Regions from separate parts of the Rattus norvegicus genome. Here region 2 is linked to region 1. Evidence: chromatin contacts called from public Hi-C data. All regions are on one chromosome and are shown on one strand. The core of a region is the stretch at or near the end of the contact, and the rest is flanking DNA. Distances in the headings are between cores, read along the strand shown. Region 1 holds the start of Elk1 (ETS transcription factor ELK1). Region 2 holds the start of Uba1 (ubiquitin-like modifier activating enzyme 1).

Region 1 (5,855 bases), core at 119-2,618:
AGTGTTCTTCTACCTAAGTAGTTACTAGGCCATCTCTGAGTAAGGCTTTTAACCTTCATATGCCCTAGTTTTCTCAGTTACCTGTCTCACAGGGCTATGATGAGGAATAAGCAAGCTGGAGACTATAGAACACTCTGCCTGCTTACACAGTAAGTGTAAAGTATAAAGGTTAGATCCAATTGTCATTAACATTAGGACCACTACTGTACTTGAGTACTGTAGCAAAGTAAAATGTCTAGTGCTTAAGGGTGTCTATGAGGAGACATGGTATACATTAAAAGTCCCTGGGTTTCACAAGTACACAGGACCTCCTAAGAGATGGGGGACAGAGAAGATTGACCCAGTACATGGAGAGAAGGAGGGAAGTAAAAGTACAAAGCCTATCTTCTTTGGGGAGGGATTGCAAGCTCTGAACTCTGAAGGATATGAGAGAATGTAAACACTGGGGTGGCAGAAGGTTTCTGAACAGAACCATTACAGAAGTGAGATATGGTTTAAGCTGATTCCTTTACAACCACAGAGAAGAAAAGCCATCACATAATGACATAATGATTAATTAAAATGAAGGATAGGACAAGGCCATAGACTGGGCTGTTGAAAATATACAAAAATATATACAAAAATACAAAGCACCAAATTGACCCACTGTTAAAAGGAAGCAGTCCAAAGATCGGAGTCTACATATAAAGGAGGAAAAGTCAGGATGGTGATAGAGGGATATGAATGCAAGCATGCAAACTAATTCACGGTAAGATGGGGGCAGTAGGAGGAGGTGCACTGGGGAGACCCAAGGGGCAATAATATAAACTTGGGTGAACTCACTGTTGAACAAACATGGGGTGTCTGGAGTGGGTAGAGTGCCATATTTTGATTCACTACAATAAACATGAGGGGTTCACTAAACAAGGCTACAGAAGGCTCCCCTTAAATATGAGGCTAGGGGAAATGGAAACATTTTAGACACATCTACTACTAAAGGGGGACTGGACAATGCAACAGACTCGTTCCCAGTTAAGTGGGGGTTGGGGAGGGCAAGACCACAGACGAGTCCATTAAGTTGGGGTGGGGAAAATCATAAGCTCACAGACCGATCCATTATACAGACAGCAGGAGGTTAGTTCACGTTCAGATCCACTATAAAGGGCAAAAGGAGCAGGCAAGGACAATCAGTTGATGGTAGTGGAGCCAAACACCGGCAGGCCGGGCCAAGCCTTGCGTGGGGGAGAAGATACGTAGGGTCATGGTCAGGGGCCTCCACCTTGTGGGCCTGGGGCTCACCTGCGTGTGGCGCGGCGGTGGCAGCGGCAGCTCCGGGGGGCGGGGGCTCCATACGAGGCCCCACCGCCCCCCAGGCCCGGGTTCCAAGGCGGCGGCGGCGGCGGCGGCGGCGGCGGCTGAAGCAGCAACCAGAAGCCGCCCCTGCGTTTCCCCAGCGCTCACGTGGGCCCTCGTGGGAGGAGCCAAGCCTTCTGCTGCTCGTTGATTGGATAAAATGCCAAGACTCCAAGCGCAGCTTCAGGGCCTGGTGGCGGTGGTATTGGAATCCTAACAGAGCTATGACATGATAGGCTTAAAGGGGATTGATGGACTGCCGGGTAGCCGACTGAATCCGTAGGTGTTGGGCGGCGCTAGTGCTTCATGCCGATTGGGTCTAAGACTGGTTAGCCAAGTGCCAAGGTTGGGGCGGGGCCGAGGGAGGTCGCCCAGTTCACACCGATTGGCTTAAATGAGAATTGATGGCAGACAGACAGCCCCAGAGGATGGAGGGGTGGTTGGATGGGCTCTGTTTTCAGCTGATTGGTGGAAACTCCCAGACAGCGGCCAAAACATAAAAGTAGGTGGTGCTGCTCATCAAACGGTTCAGCGGAAACAGGACTTATTTAGAAAGGGGAATAGCAGCAGGGTAGGGCTATGTAGGCGGGTAGGGTAAAGCTATGGTAATTAGCTAGGCAAGACGAATTTAGAATCCAGCAGAGGGAGGAGGCAGGAGCGGCTGCCAGATATACAGAGGAGTTGAGAGGTGGAAATTAACTGTCTACAAGGGCAGAGGCAAGCTGCAGTCAGTTATACAGATGGAATTTGGTTCTTAGTTATCTAAGACTGGACTAAAACCTAGGCTGTAGGGGCTGTAGCAGGGAGGGCAGGATCTGTCTACGGGTGGAAACTAGAACTATTTAGAACTATTGGAACCACTATTTAGGGACCAAATTAAGGGTTGGGTGGTAATGATATTTAGGGTACCTGGATGACCACTGGATTGTGAAACCATAATAACCCTTAGGATATGAAGTAAAAAGCTGAGGGCCATGGAAACAAATCACTTTGAACTGGAACCTTAAAAATTTGTTTCAAGGGTCTCATGTAGCCCAGGATTGCCTTAAACTTAAAAATCCTTCTGCCTCTATCTTTTGAGTGACCTGGTCACAGGTGTGCCACACATCCAGCTTGTGTACACAGAACTGGGGACTGAATTTAAGGTTTCATGTGTGATATGCAAGCACTCTACCAATTGAATCTCATCTTCAGCTCACCAATCAGTCCATTCTTTATGGTAATACAAAGGGCACCAATACAAATATCTAGGAAAAGGAATTAAAGTGTGAGGAGCAGTGTCAAGGTTCGAAAGGTGACAAAAGAGGGTAAAGCATAAAGTCTGGAGGAAAATACAAGATGTTCTAAAGGCAAGAATGTTTTAGAGGTTCAACAGAAAGGATGGGTCTTCCAGTAATTTTGGTCTCTGGAGCACTTAGTCAATTAGTGAAAATTAGGGGAAAAAAGGGCTATGTGATTCCAAGGCATTCAGGCTGTTTAATATTGGAGGCTGGGAAGATGCAGTCAATGGGGAGATGGCTCTGGGAAATTCTGCAGGCCTTGTAGTTCTCTAAGTCCCTGTAAAAGAGGACAAAGTATACTGAACAGAGGCTGGGTCTAGGTCTTGTCCCAGGTTTGCTCTGATTTTCACTCCTTTGGTTTTTAATTTAGAAGGAAAGATGACCCCTCCCTTCTTTGGATTTCTCCTGTCTTCAGGTTATCACCCTAAATATATTTGAAGGGTCGAGTGGAGTGAGCTGCTCTCACCTCTAGCATCATGTGGATATTGGCCTTGATATTCATGGAGTCCTTGGTGAGGCTGTCGCTGAGCCTAGAAAAAAAAAGGAACAAGAAAGGGCAAAATGGGCCCCACTTAAGGCTGTGAGGATGACTCTTCCTCATCACTTCAAGAAACGCTTGTATCCTGGATGACCTGCCCTGATCCTATGCAGAGATGTCTGGCTACCTCTTGGAATTTCCCCATTTAAAGATCAAGGGTGATAGGGCCAACTTGATTTCAATATCCAGGATCCACATAGTGGAGGAGAGAACTGATTTTAAACCTTCACATGTACTCAGAAAAAAATGTAGTAACAATTGTTAAAAAATGATTATGGGAGGGGTTTGGGATTTAGCTCAGTGGTAGAGCGCTTGCCTAGCAAGCGCAAGGCCCTGGGTTCGGTCCTCAGCTCCAAAAAAAAAAAAAAAAAAGATTATGGGGATGAAGGAAGTGGGGGTATGGGTCTATGAATACGATCAAATTATGTGATATACTTGAAAGAAACTCTTTATGAAACCCATCACAATGACTATATGATGATAAGAAGGGAAGATTATTGAATGCCTTCTGTATGCCAGGCAACTTAAAATAGGGAAATAGCAGAAACAGCAGTAAATGAAACTAAATTCTTGGTTTCCTGGAGCTCCTTTAAAAAACTTTATTTTTAGTTTTTAATTATCTGTGTTATATGTGTGGGAAATATACCATGAATGTAGATTTCCACAGATGTTAGATGATATGAGATTCCTTGAGCTGTAGATACAGGTGGTTGTGAGCTACCTGACATGGGTGCTGGGAACCGAACTCAGTTACTCTGGACAGCAGTATGTACACTTAAGCACTAAGCCATTTACTAAGAGACAAAGTATACAAACACAATTATGATGTGTTAAGTATAAGGAAATAAATAGTATAAGGAACTAAATACTAAAGAAGAGGTAGAAAGAGGAGGCTTCAGTTTCGAAGATTGTTCAGGTTTGGCTTCACTGAGAGCTTTCCTTTTGAGACTATATAGTCCAGTCTGGTTTCCAATTCAAGATCCTCCTGCCCAGACTGCTGAGATTACAGATGTGTAACTCTCCCACCTAGTGGGGGTGATATGGAAGATAAGTGTTCCACCACAAATAAGAACCAATACAAAAGTGCTGAGGTAGGAGCATGCTTGGTATGGTGCAGGCACAGCCAAGAAGCCATTGTGGCTAAAGAAAAAGAGGAGGATTGAAGGAGCTGAAGTCAAGCGAAGGAGGCAGAAGGTGGAAAGTCTACAGGACCATGGCAAAGACCTTAGCTTTTACTTTAAATCAGGTGCTAACGAGAAGGTTAACAGTGGAGGACAAATGCAAATTGATTTGAGAAATAAACTTATTAGGGTTTAAAAGAATCCACCTGGCTGTTGGGCAATGCACTTACAGACAGGACAAGGTATTTTGAAGGTGGTACCAGAAAGGACTCTAGGAAAAGGCTGAAAAACACCTGGGCAAACGGAGGTGCCTGAAACCACCCTAGTCCTGGACTGTTGAGTTACATAAATCAGTCAACTCCTTCTGTCCAAGTCTGCTTGAATCAAGTCTCATCTAAGAGAGTCCTTATGTATACAATCAGTGAAAATGAATACAGTGGACCAAGGAAGAACTGTCTGAAGAATAAGATAGAACTGAAGATGAAGTGAGAGTTAAGCAGTGAAAAGGTCTTTTGCACAGAAAGACCAAGAGGCACAAAAGGGCTTTGTGAGAAGCGGTCAGTGTTAGACATTAAGTTAACCATTAAGAAAGCTTGTATAAAGCAGTATTACAGAGCAATAGTGATAAAAACTGCATGGTATTGGTACAGAGACAGACAGATAGACCAATGGAATAGAATTGAAGACCCAGAAATGAACCCACACACCTATGGTCACTTGATTTTTGACAAAGGAGCTAAAACCATCCAATGGAAAAAAGATAGCATTTTCAGCAAATGGTGCTGGTTCAACTGGAGGGCAACATGTAGAAGAATGCAGATCGATCCATCCTTATCACCCTGTACAAAGCTTAAGTCCAAGTGGATCAAGGACCTCCACATCAAACCAGACACACTCAAACTAATAGAAGAAAAACTAGGGAAGCATCTGGAACACATGGGCACTGGAAAAAATTTCCTGAACAAAACACCAATGGCTTATGCTCTAAGATCAAGAATCGACAAATGGGATCTCATAAAACTGCAAAGCTTCTGTAAGGCAAAGGACACTGTGGTTAGGACAAAACGGCAACCAACAGATTGGGAAAAGTTCTTTACCAATCCTATAACAGATAGAGGCCTTATATCCAAAATATACAAAGAACTCAAGAAGTTAGACCGCAGGGAAACAAATAACCCTATTAAAAAATGGGGTTCAGAGCTAAACAAAGAATTCACAGCTGAGGAATGCCGAATGGCTGAGAAACACCTAAAGAAATGTTCAACATCTTTAGTCATAAGGGAAATGCAAATCAAAACAACCCTGAGATTTCACCTCACACCAGTGAGAATGGCTAAGATCAAAAACTCAGGTGACAGCAGATGCTGGTGAGGATGTGGAGAAAGAGGAACACTCCTCCATTGTTGGTGGGATTGCAGACTGGTAAAACCATTCTGGAAATCAGTCTGGAGGTTCCTCAGAAAATTGGACATTGAACTGCCTGAGGATCCAGCCATACCTCTCTTGGGCATATACCCAAAAGATGCCTCAACATATAAAAGAGACACGTGCTCCACTATGTTCATCGCAGCCTTATTTATAATA
Region 2 (6,671 bases), core at 983-3,482, 390 kb before region 1:
TCCATTTTATCTTCACAACTTCTCAAAAGTAGGTTTCATCCTACTTCATAGATGAGGAATCTGAGATACAGGACAGGTAAGTAATTTGTCCTAAAGCCAAACAGTGAATGGCTGAACTAGGATTCAAATCTGATCTGTCAGGTTTCAGAGTTGGATAATGTTCCCCGCCCCCAAGCCAATTTAATGATGCCATTACTGAATTCGAGCGAGCTCCATGACTCTTGTCCCTTCTCCTCCCTGCCTCCTCTCCCTTCTCCCTTCTCCCTCTCCCTCAACCACCAGTCTGCCGCTATGTTTCCCAAGGCTTGCAGAGAATTAGGGATCTGCCCGCCTCAGTCTGCCAAGTACTGTGTGAAGTTAGGAGTAGTTGACACTGAGTGAGGCATAAGGATCTCTTGAATAGGGAAGTTTGAAACCAGCATGGTCTCCAACCTTTCTCCCTCTTTCTCTTTTTTCCTTTTCCCTCTTCTCTCTGTTCTTTCTTCCCGCTCTGTGTGTGTCTACTTCTGTCTCTTTCTCTAGGGTCTGTTTTCCCTCAGACTTGCCAGGTACTAGTGCTCCTTTTGCATCAGCCTGCCAAGTACTGTGGGATTACAGGAGCTGTGCTAGCGCACACCAACAAACCCCGTCTTTTAAGAAAATAGTGCTGCTACCGCTCAGGCTAATTATACAGTACTATGTGCCAGGCACTATTTCTAAACCCTTTCTACACATTTACTCAATCACAAGGTAAGTTCTTGTTCTCAAATCTCATTTTCTGATCTGGAAACAATCAAGTTGATAAGTTCTGTAATAGCTGGATATACCCTCAAACTTAAGTAATTTTAGATTAATGCAAATATTACCTTTAGTTGCATATATTTGAACATTGTAACAGGGCCTTGTGGCAGCACTGCTCTAGGGCCCTTCTGTATTCATTCTCATAACACATTTCATCAGTCTTGGTTGGGTTTTTTTGAGGTGGGGATTGCTGTGGTTTTTTTGTTTGTTTGTTTTTTATGATACTATGGATTGAACCGAGGGTGTTGAAGTGCTTTATCCGTAGTCTACACCTCCAACCGAGGTGGATTAGTTTCATTACTATCATTGCCTTCAAAGGCATGTAGTGAGTCTGTATTTAGCTAAGACAAGATAAGCCCCCAAGTGGTCAAGGACTGTGCTCACTCTGGCTTTGCAGGGTTATCCTTTATATCCTTATGACAAATGCCTTGACTATTGTCTCATAATTTCCGCTTGTTGGGTAGGGCCACCTTGGATGGGAAGCTGCCCATCAAGCCTCATGAATAATTCATGAACTGGATGGGATTGGTACTTTTTTTTTTTTGAGACAGGGTTTCCTGTTAACCTCAAACTAATGAGCCTTCTGCCTCCACTTTCCCAGTGCTGAGAGAAAAGTCCTGTGGCACCATGCATGTAAGCACAGCCTGTGCACTACCTTTCTTTTTGTGTCCCCACCCACCTCCACCACCTCGAGACTGGGTAGCTCTGGTTGTCCTGGAACTCCCTCTGTAGACCAGACAGGCCCCAAACTCAGAGATCCTCCTGCTTCTGCCCTGACTGCTGGGATTAAAGGTGTATACCACCACACCCAGTAGGTATAACCTTTCTTGACCTCTCTGTTTTCACATTGAGCTGGCTCCAGCAGCTTCCTTTAGTATTTAGGAGGCAGAGGAGTGCTTTTTTTTCCTGCAGTGACCCTGTTTCTTGCTTACTGGGTATTAGATGGAGCAATAAGGCAGGCTTGCTTCTTTTGTTCTATCCCACTGAGTCTCGTGCATTATTCATGAATAAGATGTAGCTTTGGTCTCCTTGATTCCCGCAGCTGCAAGATCATTCATTATTCATGAGCATTGGGTGTGGTTGGCATGCTTTAACATCTTCTTTCTGGTTGCCTAGTCTTAGTAAACCCATCACCTTGCTTCATAATTCACGATTAGGAAGAATGGCTTTGAGGTCCTTCCTTGATTTCTTTGACAGCTTAGCTGTAGTAATTCTTTATTCCTATTTCATGGGGCATGGCCTCATGCTCTACCTGTTTTTCTAGTTACTGCCTCCACAGCCACTTGGTGGAGCTGTTTTCCTTCTAGTTAAAGAAGTCCCAACCTGGGCAGGGAAAATACATGATTCATGAGTGGGCGCGGTCCTCTTGCATCCGGGTTTCTGGGGGTGGGGCTCAGGGTTTTGTTCCGGCCTTGGGCTCTGCCGCCGCCATCTTGTGTCGGCTGCTGGGGTGAAGGAGGGTGTCAAGGAAGACCACAACCACCGCGGTCGGGGGAGGAGAAGGCGACAGTGATCCTAGCTGGCCCAGGCGGCAGGGAGGAGAAGGAGAAAGAGGAGGGTGGCGGCCGAGCTTGACTTCGGCTCCTTGAGGAGTTGGCGGCGGCACGACCCGGGGAACCGGCATTGGTAATAGCTTTTCTCTGCACCTGGCTCGAAGCGCAAGGGCTCAGGGAGGTATGGGAGGGTCCCTGCTGGTTCTTTGCCAGCCCGATGTCTGAGTGCACTGCGGTGACCTGGGTATTAGGAATCACTAGACAAGTGGGTGTGGGGGTGTGCAAATCCTGGGGCGGGATGGATCATTTTTGTCTAGGACCACCCTATTCCCTTGGGCTCCGAAATCTGACCTTGACATCATACCCTTATCTCTGCTTCTGGAGGCTTCGGGTGTAGCACTATAACAAGATATCTTGATCCAATCCTGAGCCATGCATTTCCTATCAGAACTCCGAGCACAGTCTCCCATAAAGGCACCGGAATTCGGCGTCGCTGCTCAGGAAAGCCGTCCATACTTGTGTGCTATTTGAAGACCTGCCCCGAAATCTCCCTTGAGACTCTTCCTAGCCCTTCAGTATTTGCCCTCATGGCTTAAGAGGGGCCAGACTTCAGGAAAGGTCCGTGTGGCCTTCATCTCCGAAAGAAGAGCCTTGCCTAGCATTTTCATCCAGAGTTTCCCCCTCCCCCTCTCAGGATACTATCTGTCCTTAGAGCTGCCATCTGGATTAAACCCGGTGAAAAGCTCTGTGCCTGGCCTTTCCGCGGGAAACCCATTCCTACATTTGAGATATCCGAATACCACTTTGACATAGCATCCTCCAACATGGACGCCTGGCATTCTTAGACTCTTTTCAGCATCTACCTTTAGAGACTCTCCCTGCTTTTAGGGACTCCCCCCTTTTTCATGCTCTCATTGTTCTCAAAGCATCGTCTTCTCCATCAGCCATTCTTAACCTCCAGTATATTTCCTTTCTTCTCTCAGGGGACTAGACACGGGGGAGGACCTGTTTGGACATAGTTCTCCATTAGTGATCTCTTGCCACCATCTACTCTTTCAGACTCTTTATTTGTAGCCCCATCTGCCAGATGGTCTCATCCTAGACCCAAATTTTGCCTTCAAAGGCAGACCAGCATTCTAGTTTCTCTTTTTATAAATCCCTTAATCTACCAACAGGCCTCAGAATCTACCCTCATTCTTTTTAAAGGTTCCTAGTATTCAGAGACTCTTAGCATTTGCTTTTGACTTCACTCCCCTTCTCCCCAGCAGGCCCATTTATCTTCCACAGGAGTAGAAAACCTCAGTATCTATTTACTATGGAGTCACAGAATTGATTAGAGAAACCTAACTCTATTTGGAGATCTAGCCAATATTTGCTTGGTAACCTATTATCATCATTATTACAGAGTTTCACTGCCTCTGTCTGCCTCACTAGTGCTGGACTCAAAGGTGTATACCACCATGATTAGCTCTTTGTAACCTTTTTAAGGCTTGAACTGTCTGAAATTCATCTTCCCTTCACCCTATCAGCAGCTGTGGTACCTGTTTAGATCCACACAAGGCCTTTGTTGCTCCATTAGAAATCCCTCTCCAAGAGTCTGCCCTCAGAGACCTCTCTTAGCCTCTTAGCACTTAATCTCGTAGCTTCTTGTCACTACAGTGTCAACATCAAAGTCATTTTTCTGTGCATTCCCACTACTTTTGGTTGAAGGGTTTCTGTCACTAGAATCTAAGCCTGTCAGCCCCAGAATCTTCCTGTAGTAGTCTCAGGGTCTACATTCTCTCACCTCTTTCTAGAAATCCAGGTTTGAGTCTTTAATACCTCTGTCCAACACCCCCACCATTTATAAGGCGTCTTTTATTATCTCCTTCACAGCTCTTTGAGCTCAGTCACTTCCTCTGATGCCTTTCTTACACTCCTCAAGACTTCTCATTTAAAATCTCTCAGGAAGCTTGACAAGCCTCAGCATCTTCCCCTGTACAATATCTGTCAGCTGGCTCTGCTTCCTAAGCCTACCCAGATTCCCCTGCTCAGTCTTGCTCTAGAATATTCTCAGGCTTCAGTCATCAGTTTGGAGACCCCAGATAAGTTTGAAATGCTTTAATTTCAGCTTTGCCAAGTAGGTTTTAGAAAATAAATTCTAACAAAGAAGGCTGAGCACATGTTGAGAGAGAATGAATGGAGATTGGTTTTATTTTGTTTTTTATTGTTGGGGTTTTTTTGTATTTTGCTTTTTGGTTTTATTTTTGGATGGGAGTAGGGGAATCTCTAGCTCTTGTCCCAGAATCTCTGTCCCAAATTCTTCTGCTTGCCTTGATAAAGGGGCTTTCCAAAACCTGACATTTGAAATCTCCCTTCCTATATTCTTTTTTGAAATAGAGTCTCACTGCATAATTCAGACTGGCCTCAGACTTAAGAGTCTTCCTGGCTCTGCCTCCTAAGTGTTGTGGTTGTGGGCTTGTACTGCCACACCTGGCTTTGAAGTCTACTTTTGAACAGTGATCCCAAACCTGCTTACTTAGAGCCTTGCTGCCAGCACTGGGTGGGGGTGGAAAGGTTAAGGTCTGATAAAGAGCTCTCTGCTCTGGATTTTGTCTGATGTGGGGAGTAGAGAAAGAATATGCCTGGAACAAACCACCCAATGACAAGGGAAAGGAGATAACTAAGTAATGGAGGCCCTTGTGGGTGCCTTGGGAGGAGCCTCTCTCCTCAGGTCCTTGAATTTTGACCACAGATAGCCTCTTTAGCTTCATCAGGAGGACAGTTCCTTATCTCTCCATTTTTTTGGAGAAAATGGGCTTAGAGGAAATAAGATCTGCATGCCAAGTCACTGCCAGTAAATGCAAAATAGGAATTACCTCTGTCTCCATCCCAGTTTATCAATTCTCTTCCTACCCAAGTTAGATCTAAGCATTTCCAGCAACTTCACCAGCAGACTTCAACCCTAGGCAGCCTCCTACTTCCCCTCTTCTCCCTTCCTTTACCTCCCATCTCTGAGCAGTCTGAGCTGGACCCAAAGCCAAATTCTGACACTACTCATCTAGGAGAGCCATACAAACTGGACAAATGACATGAGCCAGGGGAAGTGAGAGTTCTCCAAGCTTTCACTTTCTATTTATGGTAAGAGAGTGGGCTTGTATAGTTCACGGGCATTGTTGGCATTACACAAAGCCCTTTCTCTTGTGACTGATAGGGTAGATAGTGAGGAGCGCTTGTCATTGTGTTCATATTAGAATGTGACAGTGCCAAGATGGAATCTTAGGTATGTTGGTGGTCTTTGGGGTCAGAAAAGGCTTCACTGTAAGAGTTGTATGAACAGAAAACTCAGGGTATAAGCAAAGGCTTGGTATGTTGAAAAGCTACTGGGCCTACAAAGAGATTCTAGGTCCTATCTTCTATTTATCTGAATCTACCACCATTAGACTTCACTTCCAACAGCAGGCTGTATTGTTATCTGCCTTCTCTGGGATCTAGTATGTCACTTGATCATATGAGTTCAGTTTTCTCATTTGTTCAACAGGGACTTTAAATCCTGCCTTGTAGGATCAGGACAATTGAGAGCATGAAATTTGCTAGCTCTGAGAAGTGGCTTGGACTTCAGAGTCATTGGATCTGGTCTGATCCCAGTTCAACCACTCTTCGGTGGGAACTTTGGTCAAGTCACCAAACATCCCCGAATGAAGTTGTTCCTTTCATGTGAGCTGAGTAATAGTTCAATTCCCACAGGGTTGCCCTGAGGACAGACAGAGACAAGGCTAGTAAAGTGCTTAGTGTGGCCTCTGACACAGAGAAGACTCCTAGGAAACAGTCATTATTATTACTGCTAACCTATTGAAGGAACGGACTTAACATGCTGAAGAGGCTTTAGAAGTGTGTATTTTCTCTCTTCATGCAACCTGCTTTATTGGCCTGGGTTATTGTCTATTCCTAAAACTGGAAGAAAGGTTTGGACTTTGTAAAGCTCTGCCTTGAGCCCTCCTAGGCCCTGTGGTCTGTATCTTTTTCTCATTTCAGCAACCCATAGAGCTATATCATTACCCATTTTACAAAGTGAGGGGACAGCTCTACATGATACCTATCAGGGACAAGATTTGAAAGCTGAGTATTTCCTGAGTTCACATCCAATCATCCCAGAATGATCTTCCTTTTACTCCATAGGATTGGCACCTTTCCCTTATGCTGAGCTAGGGAAAGATAAAATGACTTAGCAGTCAGCTGTGTGGATTTACAAGCTAAACCACCTTGGTTCAGATCTTAAGTCTCACAGCAGTGTGATCCTGGATAAGCCACTTCATCTCTCTGTGCCAGTTTCTTTCCTAATGTAGATTTGCTAATGCTTAAATCTTCCCCCACTTTTACCAGTAATACGTAGAAAAATAGTTCAAGGCCAATCAAGGC

The links. A called contact is a pair of places that touch in the nucleus more often than the background predicts.
Region 2: a contact with region 1 is called in a Hi-C map of Schwann cells, with 5 times the contacts expected there. The contact joins the promoter of Uba1 here to the promoter of Elk1 in region 1. A contact is called at or near these places in 9 of 12 Hi-C or Micro-C datasets (the A7r5 cell line, Schwann cells, frontal cortex and 5 more).

Annotation. Positions count from the first base shown.
Region 1 is chrX:3,688,878-3,694,732 of GRCr8, reverse strand. Elk1 (ETS transcription factor ELK1) reads right to left here and starts at 1,368. Exons shown (of 7, transcript NM_001108059.3): 1 at 1,279-1,368. Uxt (ubiquitously-expressed, prefoldin-like chaperone) reads right to left here. Exons shown (of 6, transcript NM_001006982.1): 5 at 3,079-3,142; 6 at 2,789-2,889. The coding sequence ends at 2,836.
Region 2 is chrX:4,076,250-4,082,920 of GRCr8, reverse strand. It overlaps Uba1 (ubiquitin-like modifier activating enzyme 1), which reads left to right and starts at 2,232. Exons shown (of 26, transcript NM_001014080.1): 1 at 2,232-2,406.